Linked DNA regions of Drosophila melanogaster: region 2 is linked to region 1. The links are chromatin contacts, called in public Hi-C maps. All regions are on one chromosome and are shown on one strand. The core of a region is the stretch at or near the end of the contact, and the rest is flanking DNA. Distances in the headings are between cores, read along the strand shown. Region 1 overlaps Svil (Supervillin). Region 2 overlaps Tet (Ten-Eleven Translocation (TET) family protein).

Region 1 (2,768 bases), core at 137-2,636:
TTCCAATCGAGTATTTTGAATGGCTCGATAGGCGCCTTAAATTTATGCACGGTCGTGGGAAAATGTTGGTGGAAATGGAACTGGTTCACTCACAGAAACGCTATTAACTTGGCCCAGGGGAAGGCGACCCTTCACGATGGCATCATCAGCGGTTGGCTTAGTCACAAGTCAATTATCGGTTTATTTAGCAGCAGCCTAATTCAATTTGCAAACAATCAAATTTGATTTTCGCATTTCCGTGAACATTTTCCCAGGCCCAGCCGCCAATTGCAGCAGATTTGCTTGCATTCATGAATCATTTTCCGAACGCTTTGCTATCTGCTCGTGATTTGCGCTCAATTTGCAATTCATTCATTTCATTTTTTTGTTTTTAGCTGATTAGCAACATTGTTTTAGGCAGTAACTTATAAATAAAACACGGAGATCAGAAGTTTCAAGCAGTTTGTTGAGCATTTTGATTTCACTAAAATGAATATGAATGATTTAAAGTCACTTTAATATTAACTTGATATTTTAACATAATAATACGATGGCAAGGGGACTCCTGTGCCTAAGTGCAATGCATCGCCTAGTCATCACAAAGTGCACTTTTCTCACTTTTCGTCACCTTCAAGGGCCACGTAATTTGCAACGTGCATTGACGCTGAAATTTCAATTGAAAGCAACAAAAGACGGCTCGCAGAGGGGGAAAAAACGGCCAGAAAAGCGAAAAATAAGAATGAAAATATAGCAAAAATGGTGATGGTAGTATAAACAAAATATAAAAAATAAACGTGTAAGGCAAACTTGACCCTAATACTCGGGAACGTTGCAAAAAATAAATATTGTGAGCCAAAAACAAAGCGCCTTGTTAGATAAGAGTTTTAGTGTTTTCCGCTAAGGTAGGCACACCAATTTCATGGATAAATAAACCGAACCAATAATGACATCACTTTATCGGACTTTGCATGTCAAGTGCTGGATGTAGGAAAGATTCTTTTATGGCGAAATTGAACAACGCAATCTCTCCTTGAAACAAACAACTAAACTAAATAATTATTAAAGCGCCCAAATCTTTGCCTTTAATGGCCAGCGGCCTTTTGTATGTTAATTTCCTGCATTCTGCATGATTTATTATTTATTCAACACTTTGGCTTATGCAAAATCCATTTACAACCGCCCACATAAATAGTTTAATCCCTAAACTTGCAAAAATAAAAAATCCAAATGAAAAAGTACCACAATTTATTTCCGGCGCCCACAGCAAAAACTGTTTACTCGCTTAACGATGTCGCTGTTCGAAAAAGGCTAGGGGAAAAAGTTGTGGTTCTTTTTGTCGGGTGTTCACTGTCGGCGGTTAGATGTCAGCAATGTTCGTCAGTCCGTCAACGGATAACCACATGGCACCCACGTCATCATCAGCATCATCAGTGGCCGAGAGTTATCAGTCCAGGGATTGCTTATCTGCAAATAGAAATGTACTCAAGGAGAATTCACCGGGGGAGGCAACGCTCCGGTTGATGTGAGTTCATTAGCAGGTTCTCTGAAATTGCAATCTATCTAACTTGAATACTTGGAAATAATAAGCCGTACTTTGAGCTATTTTACATACTAACTTCATTTCATTAAGTTTCTATTCTAATGAACGTAGTTATTGGTAATAAAAACTACCAAGGCAGCGCAAATCAACACTTAGCTGCAATTTGCTGAAATTTTCCCCACTGATTTGCCTGGATATCCTGTTTGGCTGTTCCAGAAAGCTTCTGCTCTTGCCATGCGCCGCAAATTAAATATAATTTAATTGTGATTAAATGGCACTGCGCAATTATGCTATAACATTGTTGATCAAGTTATTTCTTCAGCAATGCCAGCTAGTTGCTTCCTCTGCCTCGGGTTTTCTTGTTTTTCCCCTGTTTTTTTTTTTCGTTTTCTGCCCGGCTAATTTACTTTGCGAGCTGCCTGTCATGGCAACTGCATTTGGTGTCTCTGGCTTGTCGCTTTGTGTCTGTTTAAGTGCACTCTTCTCCATCGCCGTCGCCATGCATCACATGCACATTGTATAAACTACAAACTTAAACTAAAACTCATTGCTCATTCTGGCGCTGCTTTAATTGTCTTGGCTAATTGCGCCAAAGTGCGAACAAGGCGGGCATTTGCAACGACAGCTTGGATTGGATGGGCCCGTTCAATCTGAATGATGGCACCAAGTTAGTTGCCCGACGGCCAACGCGTTCCATTCGATGGCTTGATTACTTGCCCCGCGGCCATCTCCCATGCTGCACTGCATCCCAGCCTTGACGGCGTGAAAACCGCTATCAAAATGGCCCACCTGCGACCTTGTGCTCGCCCACTTTCCATTTGATGCCATTCCGCCCACTCGACTCGAAAAAAAAACAGGCTCCTGGTGGGATTCACTGGGATCTGGTTGAACATGGAAAGAAAAACTAGAGTTTTTCGAAAGAAATATTTAACTATAAAATGGAGTTCCAAGTGGAATATCTACTCTGTATGTATGCGGTATCCTTAAATATCTAGTTTTAAAGTATATATTTAAGTACATTCTTTAAGATATCTATATGTTGATTTGCACGTGCATCCTGTCGTTGGTTTCATCTTGACGCCTTTTAAACCGGTTAAATGGGCGTGGCTGGTATTGACATGGTTTTCCTGGCAGCCGCCTACCTCGTCTCGTCTGTGAGTAAAAGTAGGTTGCTGCGGTCAGGTGGCATCAGGTGTGCTTGCAACTAATCCACTTTCATTGCTAAATAATGCGTTCTGTGGCTGCGCCA
Region 2 (2,875 bases), core at 222-2,721, 380 kb after region 1:
AATCCAAATGATATTTTTCAAAATTAAATGCCACGTGACATGCATAATTTATTCGTCGAGGTTAATGCCTTAAATTCGCCTTAAAAATGCAAAATTCCTTTTAATTATGCATAATTATTTCGGTTAGCCGAGAGTCTAATTAAACACAATTAAAATGGTTCTTCGCTGCCACAAAATGCAAATGAGGAAGAAGTTGTAGAAGACGAAGTAGGAGGTTCACTGACCGCCGAATAAGTGAACTTTTGGCCAAGACTTATGTACGAGCCTCTTGAGTTTGAAGCTAAGAGGCTAAGAGGCGGATCAACTTCAGATCCGAACGATTCAAGTGGTGCTCCAAATCCTAGACTTATCTAGTAACTTTTTGGGATTACACCCGGAATGCCGGTTCTGGCCGGTTCCAACCCCTAAGCCTGCTCATTCCGTGGCTTATCCCACGTCATTAAGTTACTTAATCACTGTATTTAATTTCCTTACGGCCCCACTCATTATCTCGTCGTATTACTACAGACTAAAGTGGATCTGGAGACTGGAGGTTGGGAATGGGGAACCCGATGTGAGTTGGAGCGTACTAAGAGATACTCGCACTCGCATGAATCACTCATACCTCCGATTTGGTTTCGGCCAGCTGGTTTTGGCCTTTTCTCTCATGCTCCGCCTCACCTCACCACTCTCTGCACTTTGCTTTACTTTATTTATTTTGCGGAAATGTTTTCCTTTCCTCAACGTTTACACCAGAAACTCGTTTCGCTAATTGGCCCCAAAAACAAAGAGCGGTGCAAAAAATGCGAATAAATTGGCGACAGACATTAAGTGACTTGTCTTGTTAGCCCGATTCCGATTCCAATCCCAATTCCGATTTAGATTCGAATTCGAATTCGGACTCGGATTCTCGGCTCCTTACCAACCGTCGATTTGGGTTAATGTCCAGAACTTACCTGCAAGGGAAAGCGAAAAAAGTGTTAATTAGTAAAAGTCGTTTGCTGGCCAAGTGAAATCAAGAAAAAGTGCTTATTATATATGTATGCCTAAGTGCAACAATTCAATACAATATGGGTCGAACTTAAATTATGTATATAATATGGTCCATTTATCTAGGATTGAGATGTATTCCACTAGGGATTTTACTTTGATTTGGATTCCTTTCACTTTCATTGTTGTATTCGAACTTTTATTATTTTAACTATATATTTCCATAATAGTTTGTACATCACCCTATGAGGATTTCGCTTTGGGGTTGTGTATCCCCCGTAATTATATCAATCGATTGCAATTTATAGGAAAATACTCAGCAGATCCGAAGGCCAGAATCGGATGGGACAAAGGAGAACCTCGGGCTAGTGGTTATCCTTGAAATAGTACAATGCCTGCTGCCCGCGGAGGCTGCGAAGTCGGAGGTTGCGGCTGCGCGCTGCCAAGGTAAACACTGTTATAGGATCGGATTGGTGTGTGAGAGAGAGAGAGAGAGGGGGGTCGTTGCGAAGGGAAAGAGACGGCATGGGAGGGAGTGAAGAAGAGTGCGAGAGAGAGGGAGGCAGCATAAACAGGCTCCAGAAAGAGAGGGCGAGTGCACATTAAAAAATGGGAAGAAGACAAACTGCTTTCAGATTGAGAATCAGATTCTTTTTTTCTCCTCCTTTTGCGCTTTGTTCGCTGGCCAGAAGAGCACAAAAAAACAAAAAAAAAAAAACAAAATAAGAAAAGACTGGAAAACAAAGAGAAAAGAAACTGAGCAGCAACAACAAAACTCGATTAACTCGACATTAATTTTAATTCGACATTTGCCTGTTCCTTAGTTTACTTTTTTTATTGTCCCCTTTTGAAACCCTATTTTGTGGAATTTCTTTTGATTTTCTGTTGGCTTCTTTCCTTTGTTTCCCCGCAATTAAACGTTTGGGTTTTTGTTTTAATTTTAAGTTTTTACTTCGTCCCAGGCCAGACGGCCCTCTTCATCTGCCCTCGAGTGTCTGCCAAAATGCAAAGTGTTTTTTATTAAACGAGTTCTATTTCCGTTTTCGGCTGACTTTAACGAGGGATCATAAATCATCGACGTTCTGTATTTCCACCTTTCAAGCGAATGGATGGATATCTTTTTCAGTCCGTAGCAGATGCAATCAATGGAGTCGTAAAACATATTTAAAACCAATTCATATTTATATTAACGACTTCCCTTTTAAGAAGAAGGAAATATTGTAATAGAATCGAATGATTCTCCTCCTTTGCCTGTAGACTTTCCAACTAATTAGGCAATTTATCCAAAGCCCGCAGATTGTGCAAGCTATTAATAATTACGGAATTTTGTCAGCTTCTCAAACGGAACTTGGTTATAAATAATATTACGTTTTTTTATGACAGCATAAAAAGATTATTCTTTAACTTTCCCACAAATAACATGTTATGTCACCTATTAATTACAGCATAGCAGAAAAAAATCAATAAAACTAGCAAATGAATTCTATCCCAGGAATCCTTGGCTAAAAGTGCAGTTAAACGATGCGGGAATAATTGATTCGCTCATCGGCGCGGCGAATGTGGCCATAAAAGTGGCCAAGTGTTTGGGCCACGGTCGCGAACACCTCCTTCTTTCTGGCCATGTGCATTCCCAGGTTCCAAAGAGGTTAAGACGATGTTTTACGATCGAACCGAGGGAGGACGGGACACTTGAGGCTGTGTCGGGGTCACGTAGACCCCATTTATATCAAATTATCTTACCATAATAATGAATTGTTGGCAATTATAGGCATTATCGTTATTTATGGCCCTCGAAGTCGTATTCCAATCTCTTTGCATTTTCCACGTCCCGAGGGAGCGCTTTAGCCCTGCCAGACCCACACATACATAAAAGTAAATCTAATTAAACCAGAATGCCTCACGATCC

What was found. A called contact is a pair of places that touch in the nucleus more often than the background predicts.
Region 2: a Hi-C map of the Kc167 cell line shows a contact between it and region 1, with 1.5 times the contacts expected there. A contact is called at or near these places in 2 of 107 Hi-C or Micro-C datasets (the Kc167 cell line and gut) and 1 of 7 datasets of targeted methods (the Kc167 cell line).

The regions. Positions count from the first base shown.
Region 1 is chr3L:2,423,100-2,425,867 of dm6, forward strand. The region is part of intron 2 of Svil (Supervillin); the gene reads left to right. Among named protein-coding and RNA genes, the nearest start is that of CG32299, 33 kb to the left of the region's middle.
Region 2 is chr3L:2,806,895-2,809,769 of dm6, forward strand. All of the region lies in intron 5 of Tet (Ten-Eleven Translocation (TET) family protein), which reads right to left. Among named protein-coding and RNA genes, the nearest start is that of Pgant6, 26 kb to the left of the region's middle.